2 separate regions of the Sus scrofa genome follow, and region 1 is linked to region 2. A link is a contact called in public HiChIP or PLAC-seq data. All regions are on one chromosome and are shown on one strand. The core of a region is the stretch at or near the end of the contact, and the rest is flanking DNA. Distances in the headings are between cores, read along the strand shown.

Region 1 (6,068 bases), core at 2,556-5,055, 91 kb after region 2:
TTCATTTTCTCAAATGGAATGGCTCTAAGTTTAGAGAATACTTGAATATGAACTTACTTAGCTGAGGAAACAGAAAAACAAAAAAGAAAAAGTGAATAAAATGCAACGTAAAAAGACTACACTTTTAGAACAATTACTGAAAAACTTCAGACAAATTACAGTGTACTTTTTAAAATTTTTTTGTCTTTTTGTCCTTTTTAGGGCTGCACCTGTGGCATATGGAGGTTCCCAGGCTAGGGGTCAAATCAGAGCTGCAGCTGCTGGTCTAACCATAGTCACAGCAATGCCAGATCTGAGCTGTGTCTGTGACCTACATCACAGCACATGGCGAGGCCACATCCTTAACCCACTGAGTGAGGCCAGGGATTGAACTCATGTCCTCATGAATACTAGTTGGGTTCCTTAACCTCTGAGTCCTGACAGGAACTCCCTATAGTGTACTTTTAAATCATGATTCCACCATATACATAAGAGGGAGATGTGAATCTGGAAAAAAAATCCCATTGAGCTCTCAGGACAATATGTAAAAGGAAGTGCCTTGTGGGGGGATGAAAGGGTTTAGAGAAAATTGTACATTTATGCTGCAGCTTGGATACAGCAGATATAAAACTTGGCACCTTCTTTAAGTGTAATTAGGAGACTGAAATGCATTCAAAGATTAGACACGGCTACAAAAAATACATGGATAAATAGTCACACTGTTAGGTTTCCGTTTCCCTTTCTGATCTCTCTCCAACCTTCCACCACCACCAGAAGACCCCTGTTCTCCATCTTAGGATCTGAGCCCCATTTCCTACCGTAAGGATTATGTTCCCACCAGCCCCCAAAGACCAGGGCTTGGGGTGAGGGTGGGGGGAGCAAATTGATAGATATTTTAAAGAGCTTCAAATTTCTAATTTCATATTTTCATTTGAGAAAGCAACACCATTGCTTTTTCCTTCATCAAACCTTTCCCAATCTTTCTAGCGGGAAGTAATTTCTCTCTTCCCTAAACTTCCGTAGCACCAGATCCGCGTCCCATGTGGCACTTTTCACTCGTCCTCATGTATATATGGTTGTTTTTATTAACGACATCTTCCTTGTTGGGGAAACCCTGGATGGGCATGCTTAGGCTTTTAGATCTGAGTATTCCTACTGCACTTAATACAATGCCTCGTACTTAGTACGTGTTGAATAAATATTTAAATATTAGCTGTGGATTCCGACTGAGGGGAGACGGTTCTTTGATACACTAGTCTGCCATCTTCTCTATCTGCCAGCTTTCATTATTCCTTGCCCCCAACAACCAGTTTCCGGATTTACTGGCCTGTTCTGCTGAGAGCAGAACAAGTCTGGACTCGGTAGCAACTTTCAGTAAGTCAGCCAGGAACCTTGCTGCTTGTGGCCATCCTTCCTGGCTGAGGAACTGTCAGGTAAGGCCCCAGCAGCTTCTGGGACCACGTGTCCTAAGGATCTTCCCTTCAAAGTTCCCTGAAGTGGCACAGCTGCCCCAGTGCTTGGCAGCTGGAACAAGGGACCAACATTTGCGAGCCGATGGGCTCCACAGGTAGGGGGGTAGATCCCACAAGATATTGCTGTGATTTATGTTGATAAATAAATGAATACATAAATCGATCGACTGATCAATTAATCAATATTGGCTGAAAATTTTCATGAGATTTTATGAGATGAAGGTGACTGCTCCAGAGCAAACTTAGAGTGTGTTTGGACTGGAAGGTTGCTGTTCAGCTCTTCACCACCAGAGGCAGCACTCTGCACAGCCACTCTGTGACTGGAGGGCCCGCGACCTGTGTAACCAAGTGTCCCTTTTCCTCCAGAAGCCTTTCACCGTGACAGCGTTACCTCCTTCACTGCACACCCTCAAAGTACGAGGAGGTAGCGTAACAAGATGAGTAAGAGCATGGGCTCTGGAGCCAGGCGGCTTGGGTTCTGTGGGCTCTCACTCAGATCTCCCTTTGAGAGGGGGCAGACCCCGCCACAGCTGCTTTGGGTCCCCCACAGCATTGGTGGCGACCCCCACCTCCTTAGACTCCTCCCAGCCCTGACTGAGCAACATGGGGCTGTTCAACTGGGCCATTCACCGGGATGAGGGATTCTCCCGCTTTGACCCAGGGACCCCCCTCCCATCGGTCTGTCTGAGCCTCTCCTGATGGGCACAGTGGTCAGAGGCTCGTCCTACCCAGTCCCTCCTTCCTTTCTGCCTTTCACAGACGTCACACCTGCATCTCGGTCTGGAGCCTGTCCCTGCCGGCTCCTCCGGCCTCGTCCTTCTTCATCCTTCACTGGTGTTTGTCCCAATAAGCCCCATCCATGTCTCATCTCACCTTGGTATTTGTTCTCAGAGACCCCACATGGATATAGGCTCAAATCCTGGCTTTTTATTTGATAACCTCAAGACGGGCAAATAATTAATTTTTTGCCCACCAAAAGAGAAGAAGGACAGCACTAACTTCACATGGCTGTTGGGACAATTAAGTCCCATGTGCAGAGCCCTCTGCACACTACCTACAGACTAAGGCTTCTCCAAGAGTGAGCTGGGAGGAATTCTTTGGGGCCCCAGGCCGAGGAGGCCTTTGATCAATGTGTGGAGAATGTTAACTCCCTGTTGGAAGTAAACACCCCTATTATTTCAATTAGCAATGGAAAGTATTTCTGACTCTGTTCCGTGAATAACATTAATGCCTCATTCCCCTCGGTGGACGTGGCTACCGTCTTAATCCCCAGACTGACCTGTAGAATAGCATTCCGAAGCCTTTCGAAGGTAATTTCCTGAGTTCCCAGGAATTCCATTATTATAAAAATAAAGTAAAATTAAAAAAAAAAACCCTAAAAGAAATGACATTCGTTACATCCTTTGCTTCTGTCTATATTCGCGTGTTCTTCCCAACTCTTTGGTGAGAAAGAGCGGCCCTCGTCCCGCCTATGACAGTTGGGAAAAGCACCGCTGCTCCTCCTCTTCTCTAGACTAAACATTCCCAGTTCCCCCAGTGCTTTCTTTTTGATCTTCATTCCCAAACTATTTATCACTTGAGCTCTCTTTCCCTGAAAGGTCTCCAGAGTTCTAAATAGCTGAGCCGCACATCGAAGAAACTTCTCCAAAGAGGTTTAAGTGATCACAAATGGAAGCAACAAGAATTCTGTCCGTCTTCCCCTGAAAGGCCTGTAATTAATAAAACTCAAGGCAGACAGTTTCTTCCTTTAATTTATAACTTCACTTTCCTCGGGGGAGAGTAGTAGGTTCATAAGGAACTAAGTGAGAGAGATTGGTTTTGCAACGGGATCTAGTTACTATTAAAGAAATTCAGAATGAAGAGTTTCTATTTTTAATTGGAACAAAATGCAGTTTTAAATCATTATTAAAAAGCTAATTTGAAGGGGTGAGTATTAACTAACTAATGCACATATTGTTTGCCGGTAACCACGCGTAACTAAGAAACATTTTCAGGAACAAGACCTCAAAGTGTGCTCTAAAGGTTAAAAGCAAACAAACAAACAAAATTTAAAAAACAAACAAACAAAAAAACAACCACCAATTAAAACTAGAATTTTGTTTCCGAACACATCTTCTTTGGCAGTTAAATCATATGGTGCCAAAGCCAAAACCTTGACTAGAAGGCTTGTTCTGGATCTCATTTTTTAAGTAAGTGCTACCTTTTGTGTTGCTTACTGGTCCTTAGGACTCAGGCTTGTTTTTATTTCTCCTTCATTTGCCTGTTTGTTTGAATGTAAAGTCCAGTTTTCAGGACCACCTGACTTCTGATCTGGAGCATCCAGGAGCAGAATAATCAAGACAGCCTTGGGTTCATATGCTGATGTTTGTGACAAGCAGTCCAGGCCACCAGCCACCAGGCTCACAGCACAATACCCAGCACTGTGTCAATCACAGCAATCAGTGGAAACAGGTGGGGAAGCTTGAATTTCACCGACCAGAGTGTGGAGAAAACAATGGGCTTTCTGAGAAACAGCCTGCAGGCATTTCCCCCTTTTTGAATATCAGGATTATCCAGAGAGACTTCCCAACAGAGGAAGCTCAGTTAGCCATGCTTCATTCAGATTCAAAAGCTTTGCCTTATCTGCAAATAAAACAAATGGAGACAACCACTCAGAAGGGAAATCGGATTTAGAACCTTGGGATCTGGCCGCAACAAGAGTGTGGCAGGGGACAGGAAGGCTACGAGACAAGGAACCTTAAGGCTCCTTAAACCTAACAGAGTTGTGACTTTAAAAACTTGTCAACTGAAACCAGCACAGGATGGAGAGAGAAAATGAGTCTGCATTCTGAGACCCATGCATAAAAACAAAAACAAAAACAAAAAAAAAACAAAAAAAAACCTAAAAGGTATACATGATTTAAGAAAAAAGAAAGAAAAAAAAAAAAAAAACCAAAACAGAAACTAAAATAAAATTGAATTACAAATCACTTAAACTCTCCCATCATGAATCCCCCAGCTGTCCCAGATTTTTCTCATCAAAGGAGGTTCTGGAAGACAATCAAATCAGAGATGTAAACACCGAGGGAAAAGAGTAAGACCTCCTTGGTTACGTTTAGGTCCCTAATCCAACACAGTTCCGTGTATTTAAAATCATGCTGAAGTCACTCTGGAATGTCTACAACCAATCATTCCTCCCAGTTAGGAACAAAGCTACGAATGGAAAGAACATGAAACAACAAAAAGTCATTAGCAAGGTAGCCCAAGAGTCATAGGACGTTATAAGAAGCTCTTAATTCAGGGAATCATTTTCCCATCCATTCCTTTCACAAGATGGACTAGATCCCAACTCTGTGTCTTTGCTCTTTCCATCATCCTTCTCTCTCCTTTCTGGGAACCCACACAAATCAAAGTCGGGGGTGTGGTTGGTATAAGCCCTCTGAGCTGATCCTGAAGACCCCAGGGGCCTGGACCTGCCACTGACACAAGCTGTGGCACTGGACCTCATATTCTTTAGGAGAGAAGGGAAGGAGTTGGACCAGATGGTTTGCTAGGGCTGCAAAGTACCACAGATGGGTGGCTTACACAACAGACTGCATGCTCTCACAGTTCTGGAGGCTGAAAGTCCAAGATCCAGGCATTGACAGGTTTGGTTTCTTCTGAAGTCTTTCTCTGCAGCTTGCAGATGGCTGTCTTCTCCCTGTGTCCTCACAGGGTCTTCCATCTGTGCACCTGTCTGTGTCCCAATCTTCTTATAGGGACATCGGTCATACTGGACTAGGGCCAGCCCATGTGACTTCATTTGAACTTCATCACCTCTTCAAAGGTCCTATCTCCAAATACAGCTGCACTCTGAGGTGTGGGAGTTAGGACTCCAACATACAAATTTTGGGAGGATACAGTTCAGTTTATAACAATCCCCTGGGTACCTTTCATCGCCAGAATTCTCTGATTTCCCTTCTCTCTCGAGTACTGACTCTTCGTTAATTTATCTTCTCTATTTTAACATGGAGAACTTCTGCCTGCTAATTCCACAGACAGCAAAGAACTGAGGTTGCACTTGTAGGCTGTAGGCTGTCTGTAGTCTTAGTCCATTGAGATTAAAGCTACTCCATAGGGCAGGCAGCACCATTCCAGACAGTAGGTGGGTCAAAATGAATTTTTTGCACTTTTTCCTAACGAGGGGACCACTGAGCCTATGGCCACTAGAGACTCTTTGTTAAGGACCCGGCAACATGAGAATTTTCTTGAATTACGTTTTGCAAGGATGCCAAAATTTCCTCCCTCCTCTGCCTTCCAGACTGAATCTTGTGTTGCTTGTATTCTTTCAGATTGCACGAAACCAGATTTGTGCTGGGACTCTTTTAAGTCATTTGCTGAATTGGTTTATTTTTTCCTAAGGATACAAGGGCAAGGAAGACAAGACGTCAGGCATCACCTGCAAGGGTTTACGGAGGATGAAACATTGGTAACAATGCCCTGAGGTTCCAAGGCTCTAGACATCGTATTTCTTTGGGGAAGACACCCATCTTCTTTGCTCCATACGACGTCCAGTGACAAAGTGTTCTTCCTGCCTCGACCTCTGCTCCTGCTGCTTCCCGGGTCTCTCTGGTGTCTTTGAGTTCTCCCTCCTTGACA
Region 2 (5,546 bases), core at 133-2,632:
GTAACTGCGGCTCAGATCTGATCCCTGATCCAGAAACTCCATATGCTGTGAGGTGGCCCAACAAGAAAAAAAAAAAAAAAAAGCTTTTTTTTTTTTTCCTCAAAGTCACAGTAGCCCCTGCAGAAGGGGAAAGAGTGCCAAGATATCTCTCTTGCGTCTGTCACTTGAGTTTCTCTTCTGTATGCTTTAGAAGATGGAGAGTCATTGAGGATAGAGAAACCTGCTCTCTGAGGGGTCTCCTGCTAGAATCCCATGATTTATTTTTCTTTGTTTCAGGACAAATTGGCTCTTACGGATCAGTGATTTCCGCACCTGGCTGATCGTAAGAGTCACCCAGGGAAGTGGAAACTATGTAGATTCCTGGCTACCAACACCTGCAGGTCCAACTCAGACAGAATCGGGTGGAGCCAGAGCTCTGCATTTCAAAAGATCTTGGCAGGTGACACGCGTATCAATTATTCACAAACGTCAGCATGTTAACGATCATGAATAATAAATCACGTTCCGCACACCTCACTAATGGCTAAGACACACCGTTGTGTGAGACACCACTTTCCCGTCCATCTTAAACGTTCCATGCTCCCTCCGGCAGAGCTACCGAACACACGGCTCGCTGCACCCCACCTTCAGGGTTTCCGCGTCTGTGGGCTGGGGCCACAGGAAATTTGCATGCCCAAGACACTCCCAGGAGGCCTCCAGCTACTTTAGCAGCATCCTTGCAGCCTGTAAGCTCAGCTGAAGGTCTTGTCTGGTCTCTTTACTCTTTGTCATCATTGTAACTCTCTCATCTCCCCCAGGACAGTCCTCTTGTAAATGAGTGAAAAATGACTACGTGGATAAAGGTTGTAGGGACCTCATCCATAGTGACCTTCCCACCAACTTTCTAAAGCAGGCTGTGCCCTGCCCCTCCCTTTGCATGTCAGAAAGGTTTCTGCTGGTTATCTAAGGAGTGCTGAGTGTATCATGGGACCTCAGCCGAGGACATGGGTGGGAACAACAGGATTTCCTGCTCTCAGCTTCGGGGGCTTTGTGCTGAGTACAATAAAGTGCCGGCTGCATCGGGGCCTCCAGCTACGCCCGCTGGACTCTCTCAAAGACTCCGTTTTGCTTGTTTGTCACTTTCTAAGGCTGGCAGATTTATGTTTCACCCATAAGTCCTTTCTGTCTCTCTTTAGCTTGTCATCATGTTTAAGTTTTTAAATTGACTTGCTGGGATGTTACCCAAGCATATTCTGGTTGCAGTAGCTGTTTAGTCCTGTGGGTAAACTTGTTTTTATCCCCCCAGAAGCCTGAGAATGACTGTCCCAGCCTCTGCTCAAGCTGTGCGGGCTCGCCGATCAGCCCATTTGTCCTCTGTTGGTGCCAGCACGGCTGCGGCACCTCGGCACTGTCTCGCCACACATCTTCATTCGTACAAGAAATGCTCCTAGACGACAGAGACGTATGCACAGTCACCACCCAGACCTCAACCTAGACACGCCCCAAACAAAGTTAGAAAGGAAGAGAAAGCCACTGACCATCATTAGCCACTAGTTAACTAGGGGAGCTTGCTACATTCTGCATTAGCCACTAGTTAATTAGGGGAGCATCCTACATTCTGCAGGACCGTTCAAAGGGTATTGAAGAGGCTTTGCAACTTTTTATGTAAGGGCTTGAAATAAGAAACAGCACCCAGAAAAATACTAATGATAATAACAACAGAATGTAAAGATGTCCTCTATTTTAGACTCTTGGTACTGTAACGAGATTGCAAATGATCGCTTCATTGGGGTACAGTCTTGTTACCCCTGAGAAAAAAAAGATGAGGGTCCAAGGGGGCAGGAAACAGAGGGCCTCCCCAAGTCTCCTCCCTGGAAAGAGGGTTTGGTTCTGAGCAGCAGAACCTTTACTTAGGGAGCAATAATCCCCTCCAGGTCAGGTCTCTAAAGCAGCCTAGCTGAATGGCCAAGTCTGTGGCAATGAGCAAAAGCCTGTTGCCCAGACAGTTGATGTGGGTCCCGGACCAGAGCTGACTAGTCAACAACTAAAGGAGCAGTCACTCTGCTATTTCACACTGTCGACAACACGACAAGGACAATGCCTCTGCTCTGATGCCGCCCATGACAGAACTGTTCTCTGGCGCAAACTGGTGTGGGTGGCTTGGCCATATCTGCCAGAAGGTTTCAGAACCTTTTAGGTGTTGTGTTCATGATATCTGTGTTTCAGAAAACATGTCTGAACCTGGCTGACAGGAATATATTCTGCTACATAATAAATAAAAATGAGGATTTAAAGTTTTGACTTTGCATTTGGAGAGTTGTCACTCTAGGAGGAAAACAGGTATTTGTCTTGTGTGTGTGTGTGTGTGTGTGTGTGTATAAAATCTAAATGTGACCCTGGTACATGGGTAGGAAGGAAAATTTCATCTGAACGATGGCGGAGGCACGATACTCAAGGACCACTAGGGAGAAAAAAAGAAGTCTGAATGAATCGCGTTATGCTGACACTCTTCCATTTTCATCTCTCGTTTTCTCTCCCCACTTTGTGTGTTCTGCCTCCTGCTTCTCCTCTGCATGTCTCTCAGTAGCACCCTTGGGCCCAGCTACCAGCAGCGAATGCTTTGACCTCTATGTTCCATGAGCTTTGATTCTGACTTCTTTTCTAGATTCTATTATTTATTCCTCAAATTATGATATGAAACTACCCCAGTCACATTATCCTTTCCCTCTAGGTCCCTTCTCAGCCTGCTTTTCTCACCAGAGGAAAAGATTTGCATAGGTGTAGAAAGCTGGCACCAGGGCGACTCTGGCCGTCTAGGAAATACCCACTACATATGGGGGGTATGTCAGAAACCACCAAGCCCACAGGTGAAGCTTGGGAATGGCAGTATGTTAGGAATTGAATGTAACAGGAGTGGATCTTTACTGACAATGTACCGTGTGTAACTTCTATACGCGATACTACAGGGGACAGAAATGACTAAGAAATCCACGAACAGCTTCGTTTATTGGAAGAGGCAGATGTATATGGTGAACTGTGCTCACGTTGAAATAAACTACTGCTCTAAGACTGTTTCATCATACTATATGACCGTTATTGCAATCACCACGGATCTTGCCTGTTTTTTAAAATTTAAATTTCTTTCCTTGCAAAGTTTCTCTTATAGAATCAAACTATTGAGGCAAAATGCAAAGGACTCTGTTATCCCGGTTCCATTTCTAAATCTTTTTTTTTTAAATTATTTTTTAGTCTTTTGTCTTTTTAGGGCCGCGCCCACAGCATGTGGAGGTTCCCAGGCTAGGAGTCGAATCAGAGCTGTAGCCACCGGCCTGCACCACAGCCACAGCAACTCAGGATCCAAGCTGCGTCTGCGACCTACACCACAGCTCACGGAAACGCTGGATCCTTAACCCACTGAGCAAGGCCAGGGATCGAACCCGTGTCTTCATGGATAGTAGTCAGGTTCATTAATCACTGAGCCATGAAGGGAACTCCTAAATACACACACACACACACACACACACACACACACACACACACACACACACACATATAAAGCTGAAAGATCCTTCTCAATTGGGTGCAGTCAAGGACTCCAACTCAATACAGAGATTCCTCTGGTTCAGCCTAATAAACTTGTGCACAACTGTCTACAGCATCTTCACAGCTGGCTGATGGATCCATCTACCATCCATCCCATTGACAAAGCCAAAGACACAAAAACCTGGTGACAGATGAAGTAGAGAGAATTCTGTGATTTAAGGAGATTGATTAACTGGTTTGCATTGGAAGGAGGTAGGTAGGAGAAATGTCTGTCAAAATTTTTTGAAGCCTGAAGATAATTTACAATTGGATGATTTCAAATATCAAGTGAAGATGGACTATCTAGATCTTTTTTTTTTTTTTTTTTTTTTTTTAAATGGAAGTTCTTGGGCTACAGCAATGCCAGATCCAAGCCGCATCTGCAAACCATCCCATAGCTTGTGGCAATGCCAGATCCTTAGCTCACTGAGCATGGCCAGGGATCGAACCCACAGCCTCAAAGACACTATGTTGGGTTCTTAAACTGCTGAGCCACAGCGGAAACTCCCTATCTAGATCTTACAAAAGAAAATTCTTAAGAGTATTAGGGTATTCTGAAAAATTAGAGACATAAACAAAGCATGCCGAATTGAGTGGAAGAGAAAGACTGTGGTACATCCAAAATATGCTCATTTAGGGCAGTAAAGTACTAGATCATGTCTACACTCTAGGAGTAGGTTTAACTAATTAGGATTCTGCACCATGGTGTGATATTACTTGTAGCTAGAGAAAGCTATATTTTCAAAACAGCTACACTTACAGACCCCATCAACTACAAATCTGAGAAAGGAGGGATCCATTATCTCCATTCCTAGCGGAAGTCTGAAGGATGCTATTTTGTTTCTGCTTGAGTGAAGTGAGTAAATGCATGGATCTTTTTAAGTCAGGTAGACGTAAATTCAGATTACAGATAGGCCTGACTCTGCAGTCATTCTAAGCTTCAGTAATTTTTCCCATTTACCAATAATGGCTACAAAAATTTTTAGGGCTTCCTAAGTATAAAGCACTGTTGTAAACATGGATATATTACGTCATCTAATTTCTCAATAATCCAATGAGGTGATGTGCAAAACGGAGTTAACACAGCTGGCCTGAAGCTGCTATCTTTAGAAAGCCTTGCTTATAAGGTTGACTCTTTTTATTTTCCCTTTTCTAGGGCCACTTCCCTCAGCATATGGAGGTTCGCAGGCTAGGGGTCTAATCGGAGCTGCTGCCGTGGGCCTATGCCACAGCCACAGCAACACGGGATCCGAGCCGTGTCTGCGACCTACACCACAGCTCACGGCAATGCTGGATTCTTAACCTACCGAGAAAAGTCAGGGATGGAACCCGCAACCTCATGGTTCCTAGTTGGATTCGTTAACCACTGTGCCACTGCAGGAACTCCTATAAGGTTGACTCTTAACAGGTATCCGGGAACTTGGATTTCAGGAGACCTCCTATTATTTCCTGATAGGAGTTACTCACTGTACCTAACCGTGCAAACAATGGGGTTTATGCTAAGCACCTACTCTCTTCTGGGAGTCTGGAATTTTGGTATGTGCCACAAAGAGGGTGCCCAAGTGACCAGCCCTCAGTCAAAATTCCAGCACTGAGTCTCCACTGAGGTTCCCGCGTAGACACTGCGGCACACCTGTCATAATTCATTGCAGGAAGAATTATGTATGTCCTGTGTGACTCCAGTGGGAGATGAATCTTGGCAGCTTCTGCCTGGTTACCTCTGGACTTTTCCCTATGTGCCTTCCTTTTTGCTGACTTTAATTTTCCATTTGACCTAACAGATCTTAGTTGTGGGTAAGATCACATGCTGAGTCCTATGAGTCCTCCTAGGTGAGTCACTGAAACTGGGGGTGGGCTAGGAGACCCTGACACAGATGTGTGACACTGGTACCCAGTTTTAAAGGTGACGAAGCTGATTCATGGAGAGGTTAAGTAACTGTCTTAAAGTCACACAGCAGGCACAGAGTGCAACCAGGATTTGAACC

What was found. HiChIP or PLAC-seq counts read pairs in DNA pulled down with a chosen protein or histone mark.
Region 1: a contact with region 2 is called in an H3K27ac HiChIP or PLAC-seq map of skeletal muscle. The contact joins two enhancer-like sites. A contact is called at or near these places in 10 of 47 Hi-C or Micro-C datasets (embryonic fibroblasts, epiblast stem cells, fetal heart ventricle and 5 more) and 1 of 2 datasets of contacts at active chromatin or transcription factors (skeletal muscle).

The regions. Positions count from the first base shown.
Region 1 is chr7:8,049,771-8,055,838 of Sscrofa11.1, forward strand. All of the region lies in intron 1 of NEDD9 (enhancer of filamentation 1), which reads right to left. Among named protein-coding and RNA genes, the nearest start is that of NEDD9, 41 kb to the right of the region's middle. Within about 2 kb of position 3,806, at least 7 of the 83 cell types and tissues checked have an H3K27ac peak or open chromatin away from gene starts, as enhancers often do. A contact at or near this core is called in skeletal muscle, where this site is marked.
Region 2 is chr7:7,961,244-7,966,789 of Sscrofa11.1, forward strand. The region is part of intron 2 of NEDD9 (enhancer of filamentation 1); the gene reads right to left. Among named protein-coding and RNA genes, the nearest start is that of NEDD9, 130 kb to the right of the region's middle. Within about 2 kb of position 1,383, at least 21 of the 83 cell types and tissues checked have an H3K27ac peak or open chromatin away from gene starts, as enhancers often do. A contact at or near this core is called in skeletal muscle, where this site is marked.